2 separate regions of the Rattus norvegicus genome follow, and region 2 is linked to region 1. A link is a contact called in public Hi-C data. All regions are on one chromosome and are shown on one strand. The core of a region is the stretch at or near the end of the contact, and the rest is flanking DNA. Distances in the headings are between cores, read along the strand shown.

Evidence for each region. A called contact is a pair of places that touch in the nucleus more often than the background predicts.
Region 2: a Hi-C map of the A7r5 cell line shows a contact between it and region 1, with 5 times the contacts expected there. The contact joins the enhancer-like site here to the promoter of Nos3 in region 1. A contact is called at or near these places in 2 of 12 Hi-C or Micro-C datasets (the A7r5 cell line and Schwann cells).

Annotation. Positions count from the first base shown.
Region 1 is chr4:11,705,306-11,708,495 of GRCr8, reverse strand. Nos3 (nitric oxide synthase 3) reads left to right here and starts at 1,915. Exons shown (of 26, transcript NM_021838.2): 1 at 1,915-2,084. The coding sequence starts at 1,921.
Region 2 is chr4:11,968,462-11,971,847 of GRCr8, reverse strand. No RefSeq gene overlaps it. Among named protein-coding and RNA genes, the nearest start is that of Klhl7, 22 kb to the right of the region's middle. Within about 2 kb of position 1,542, at least 27 of the 93 cell types and tissues checked have an H3K27ac peak or open chromatin away from gene starts, as enhancers often do. A contact at or near this core is called in the A7r5 cell line, where this site is marked.

The DNA.
Region 1 (3,190 bases), core at 666-3,165:
CAGGCAGATTCCACAGGCAATACGTCAGCCACCTTCCCTGCAGCAAGAGGTACCTGCTCTCTAAGAGACATGGGATGGCATCTCTGAGGCCATGGTTGGCCCAGGAAGAGTTGGGAAGATTTTCTCTGGTCTGAGAGGAAAATCGACGATGAGGGACAAGACCTGGAGGCACAAAAACCTGGGAGTGTTTGAGAAAACCAATTTGTCTTGAGAGCAATAAACTGGGAAGAACGGATAGGCCAGCATGTTAGAGCGGCCTTGGCCCTCCCAAACTTTATCTAAAGGTTCCAAGTGAAGACAAAGTATAAGGGAGACCTTGAGAAGAACCTTGCAGCAGTAGGAAAGATGTGGTGGGGAGACCTGGGGGTTGGAAGACCTACATCAAGGCTAAGGCCAGGGGTGCACCCAGAGGTGTCAGTGTATGATTCTGGTGAGAATCTTGACACTGAGACCAGTCACAGTTCCCTTCACAGAAAGAGTCCTTGGTTGTCAGAGTCAAGTTTTAGCTGGACTTAATAGCCAGGCAGAGCTAGTCTATCCAAGGTTCTGTGAAGATGAAATATCCAGCAGTAGGGGCTAGATCCCGTCTCCTGCCTCTCTGACAGTGCAAGTCAGTAGGTACAGGCAGGGGTCTCAAGGCCTGAAAGAAAACTAGTGTAGGAGTCACCTGCTGACTGTCTGTTCCCAGCCCCCACCAGTCATCCAGGGAGCCCAGAGCACTCACATCCAAGGGCCGGCTTCCCCCTATTTGTGAGGCCCCTTCACCTCTACCTGCCCTGCCTCAAACTAGTGGACCCCACCTTCTTAGTGACCCCAAAGATCAGCACAGCCCATTCTGTCCGGCTATTCCTGCCAGCCCCCCACCCAGGCCCACCCCAATCTTATCCTCCCCTGCTTCTCAAGAGTCCAGCCAACACAAATCCACATGTTTGTTTGTCTGCCTGTCTGCCTCTCCCAGTCTTGCCTCTCCCTGTCTCTTAAGTTTCTGGGGGTTTTGTTTTGTTTGTTTTTCCTTATAGTTTCTTTCTTGGGCCTCTGAGGTCTCAAACTCCCACTCCTGTACACCCAAATACCTAGCTCCTAGCTTTCTATCAGATGTAGGTAGTATAGAACTACAAACTCCAACATGCATGTCTGCCTAAGGTGCCCAAAATGTGCTGGTATGTATCTCCCTGCATTCTGGGAATTGTAGTTTTGCCTAGCCCACACTCAGTGTCCACTCCCCCACCCCCAAACTCTCCCCTGTAGGCCATCTGCCTCTGCCCTGGTGGCTAGGTCCACTGACCTGCTGCCCCAGGGAAACATGCGTCATTTGACAGGATTGGAGGTGGAGGCCTTGGATGGCAGCTTCCTGCCCCTTTGTATCCCCCCACTTGAGTCATGGGGTGTGGGGGTTTCAGGAAATTGAGATGAGAATGGGAAAATGCCCTAATACCAGGCAAAAGGACAAAATGTCACTGCATCCTTGCTGAACCTGTGTCCCCAAGCTTCCAAAGGACTCTGAGATAGAAGAGAGCAAGGGGTCCAGGATTAACCTAGAGATCTCTGTGGTCACAGGAATATGATATTCCATTGCTCTGGTACTGGCCCAGTGCACAAGGCCCTCCTACTGTGGCCCAACACCACCAAAGCATCTTTCCCGCCCTGCAGTAGCCCTCTAATGGACACCTGGGTTCTCACTTATCAGCTCTAGCCCTCATGGCGGAACCCAGGCGTCCGGCCCCCCACCCTCTGGGTCAGTGGGCATGAAGCCGAGGTTTTAGAGCCTCCCTGCCGGCCTTGTTCCTGTCCCATTGTGTGTGGGACAGGGGCGGGGCGAGGGCCAGCATCTGAGAGCCCCCTCCCACTACCCCCTCCCTGCTTCCTAAGGAAAAGGCCAGGACTCTTGTTGAGCAGTCAGCAGAGTGGAGGTGAGCTGGCATGGGCAACTTGAAGAGTGTGGGCCAGGAGCCTGGGCCACCCTGTGGCCTAGGGCTCGGGCTGGGCCTAGGGCTATGCGGCAAGCAGGGCCCAGCCTCACCGGCACCAGAGCCTAGCCAGGCACCAGTACCCCCGTCCCCAACCCGACCAGCACCAGACCACAGGTGAGGGGCACATGGCTGTGAGCAGGTAAGAGCTGTGATTAAAGGGGTGGTATGGAGGACTGAGGTCTAGTGCTGAGAAGAGCCAGGAGGACCAGGCTACTGGTGCCAAAACCTCCTAGTGAACAGACCAGAACGAGGCTGCATGGCTGAGAGAGGCCAGAGCAAGGCCATCAGGTACTAGGTAAGAGGAAACAAGAGGCCCTGCTACAGAACTGGGCCAGGGTTTCAGTGCTGCTCCTTGTCAAGAACTGTTCAACCTCAAACAAGTTACTTGACCTGAGCCTCTGTGTGGGTAAAACGTGGACTCAGTAGCACTCACCTCTTGGGTCTGTAAGTTTCTAGTTCATAGGAAGACTTTACAAACAGTAGTAATGGCGCCTTACCTGGAGAAGATGGGGACAGGGGAGGGGCACCCTAGGTGTGGGGTTTCATAGAGCAGGAGAGAGCTGGGGCCTGAGATCCAAACTCTTGGGGTGGGGGCTAAGGCAAAGCTGCTAGGTCCATTTCCTGCTTAAGGACTCCCTCCTCACCACCCTGAACTACAAACAGACCTGCAGTCCCAGCCCTCAAAACACTCGTCCCTGGGCCTGAGGTAGGTCCTTGAAGAGAAGAAAATAAAAAATTCCAGTGGGATGTCAGGCCAAGGGGCTCCTGCCAAGCCTGAGGGTCCATTGCTGCGGCTCAGGGACAGCAGGGCCCCAAGTCCCTCCCTTCCTCCTGTGCAGGCAGGCGTTTCTGGGAGGAAGTGATAAGGCCTCAAGCTTCCCTTCACACTAGGGCTGCTGTCAAGAGGGGTGTGAGTGGGGGCAAAATCAGAGCAGAGGAATCCATGCAGGGGGCTTCCCTCTGCCCAGGCCCCTACAGTACAGCCAGTGCCTACTCCGTTTCCAGGCGCCAAAACGACCCTTAAGATGGGGTAACACGAAGAATGGGGCTTAGGAGCCAGCGTGGTGACATATGACCATAATCCCAGCAGTTGAGGGGGAGGCAGGAGGATTCTAGCCAACCGTTGCTATACACAGCTTGAGACCAGAGGTTATTTCACTCCTGGTTCAGAAAACCAAACAGCCATGAGCATGGCACAAGCACCTGCTCTGCTGGGGACC
Region 2 (3,386 bases), core at 293-2,792, 260 kb before region 1:
CTTTCTTTCTTTCTTTCTTTCTTTCTTTCTTTCTTCCTTCCTTCCTTCCTTCCTTCCTTCCTTCCTTTCTTTCTTTCTTTCTTTCTTTCTTTCTTTCTTTTCCATGACTGATGTTCTCTCCACGGTCCCCAATTCTTGATAGATTTCACATGCTCTTTCGGCAATATGGCTACGTGAAGTCACTTAGGTGTAGTTCCAATCGTCTCTGGTTCAGTGAGGTCTCAGAAGCTTGCTTCCCTGAAGGAAAGCTCTTCGTGTGGTCCGTATCTTTATCAGCTCCTAGCATGAACCTGGTGAATGAAGCATTTGGTGAAGTTCTTCAAAGACGGACATCCAAGCTCAGGATAGGAAGGCAGGAACATGTAGATATACACATGGCTGGAGAAGGGAACTCAAGGAAGTCCAGGTTTTCTGGCAGTCCGTGGTCTCCACAGTCTGTGAGAGGGATTGGTGGGGGAGGTCATCATGGCAGCAGCTGAGAAGTGCCCGGGCGGTAGCACGACTTGGGGTTCTTTAAGAATGTAAACCATGAACTGTCAGGCTCCGATCTGCCCTGCTCAAGTTCACTCAGTAGATGAGTGTTTGATCCCACTGGGGAAAACCTACTTCTGCATTCGGGGTTAGTATAATAAAGTAGGAACGTGGGCTTCTGGGCTTCAGTGCTGTCCACTCCCCACCCTCATCCCCATTAAAACACTGCATGCTGTCCATTTTCCTCCTGTGACTGTAAAACATTAAGCTAGCATCCCCACACCCTCTCTCTGAGTTACGAGCTCATTGTGCGTCCCAGGCCAGCCTTGAGTTCACCATCCTACTGTCAGCTTCCTGAGTCCCACAAGACTCATATTAGAAGCATGCCCCCCTCACACCTAGCTTCCACAGCAAGTCCTTTTTGAAAAAGAAAATATTTCTAATTAACTTTGACAATTTCACACATTCACATGTTAGCATTTTGTCTAAGCTCCACTCCACAGTTACCTAGCAACAGCCAGGTATGCCTGACTCACTATAAAAGGGGCTGCTTGCTTCCTCCTCGCTCTCTTGCTCTTGTCTTTCTGCTCCTGCTCTGTCCCCTCACCTCTTCCCCTCCCCTCTCCATTCCCTTCCTCCCTCTCTCCCCACATGTTCATGGCTGGCTTCGTCCTCCTCCTCCTCCTCCTCCTCCTCCTTCTTCCTCTCTCTCTCTCTCTCTCTCTCTCTCTCTCTCTCTCTCTCCCTGCCTTTCTTTCTCTGCCTCTATTACCCTCTCAACTCCCCTCTCCATGCCCTGAATAAATGCTATACTATACCGCTGTGAGGCTGGTCCCTCAGGGGGAAGGGATGTCTCAGCATGGGCCTACTGAGGCACCCACTTCCCCATACCTCACTAACACATCCACCAAAACATATCTCCCTTCTCTTTATCTTTTTACAGACACATCAGTATATATTTATACATATATGAATATACAGATGAGTACATTCAGGCTGTGTGTTTGTAGGCGATGCGGGCAAGGCCTATCCAAAGCTTCTGTGCTTGGCTATATCAGGAGAGGCTATGTCAGGGCACAAGAATGTGCCCCACCACGCCTGCCGCCTCTCCGGCATCCGGCACAGTCCCTGACCAGGCTAGCTAACCACCTCCCAAATGCTGGAATTGCAGGCACGCCCGCTACACCCAATCTGCGAGGTGCTGGGATCCAAGCCAGAGCTTTGTGAATGATAGGTAAACAACATGTCAAGAGGGAGAACTCCAGCCTTGCCTGCCACTCTTAGGCAAATTGCTTCATCTCTCAAAAGCTGTCTCTTTACCTGCAAAATGAAGCCGGTAGCATTCCCTATGCTGAGTGCTGTTCTCTTTGAATGAGACAGTGATGCTATTCACAGTGCCTGGTACACAGTGAGTATTCAGCTGCTGCAATGGCTTTTTACTCTGTTCACAAGTTTCAGTCTTCCTCAGGAAGTAATCTATGTCCTTCAATTGAGTATCTCAGAGCACTCTCCTGCTGGGCTTCTGACGACAACACTGGAAAGTACCCAGGAGCAAGAAGTAGGTCTTATACATCCAGAATTCCCTCAGGTACTGGGCTACTCTCTGTAATCCACTTCCGAGGACGCCTGGGCTAGGAAATGTGGACGCTCGCTCTCATCCTTGTGTGTGTTGTTAGTAAATGGCTTTGAAGGAAACAAAATAATCAGAAGAGTTTGATAGTTTATATAACGAGAAGAGATGTGTTTGCAGTCTTTCACACCGCCCCAACTAGGCTTCACATAAATATTTATACCGCTGAATCAAGGTGGCTGTGCGACAGATACTCTATCAGAGCCAACTTTGACTCTCATTTAGCAAATGTGAGGCACAGCTAAATGCTTGGACTGAAATCCATTCGTAGCATGATTTATTGTCATGGTGTCTTTTAAAACTAAAAATGGCATTGCAATTTCACAAGTTATGGTTGAAGTGAATTGGTGTATGACCCACAGGCGATCAGCCAATTATGGAATTTTAAGAAATACATCAACCCCATTAGATTTCAATTTTTTTGAGGATATTTGAGAGACTGCTTTTCACTCCTGACTCTTTCTCTTTAGAATTTATAAACACACACACACACACACACACACACACACACTCACACACTCACACACACACACACACGCCCCTTTTTGGATGAGGATGAGGTTATAACTAAATTACACTTTTTTAAAAAATCAGCTGAAAGTGGAACAGTGAATATATTTGTTTGTATGTTAGCTAGGGGGCGGGGAAAGAACCATCATGCTCCTGGATGCAAGCATGAAAACATGTATCTGAACAGCCTACACACTGCTACTTTGACTTTTGAGTTTAGTTTTTCGACAAGGTCTCATGTCGCTAGCCTAGATTGACCTCAAATTCACTATGTAGCCAAGGATGACCTTGAATCAGGTTGACCTGATCCTCCTGCCTGCACCTTCTGCGTGCTTGCTGGGATTATAGGACGTGTCAATAGAATGGCTTACTGTCTTGTTGAAAGAATTCTCTCTTCTTACATTACCCTTTCAATGTCATGGGGAAACATATGGTGGTGAAGGCTCCTGGTATAGCCTTTTTACCTACACTGAAGCCTTAGAAATAGGAAAAGCAAAGCAATCCTCTCCCTTGGAAAAACCTTAAATTTAAGATATGTAAGAAAAAACCATAGTTAGTGATTGACTGACTGAATCAGTTAAGTGAAGAGCCAAGCCCACTTCTGCTTTCCTCTTCTTTCAAATTCAATGTTGTGTTTGGCTAAGCTTGGTTCAGAGGGGATAATCAGTAGATGTGTAGGAAACGAGGGAGATGAGGGACTATCTCCACAATTAACAAGACACTAAGACCCTGAGGGAATCGTGACCGTTCAATCAATCACTAATTAAGAAAAGAC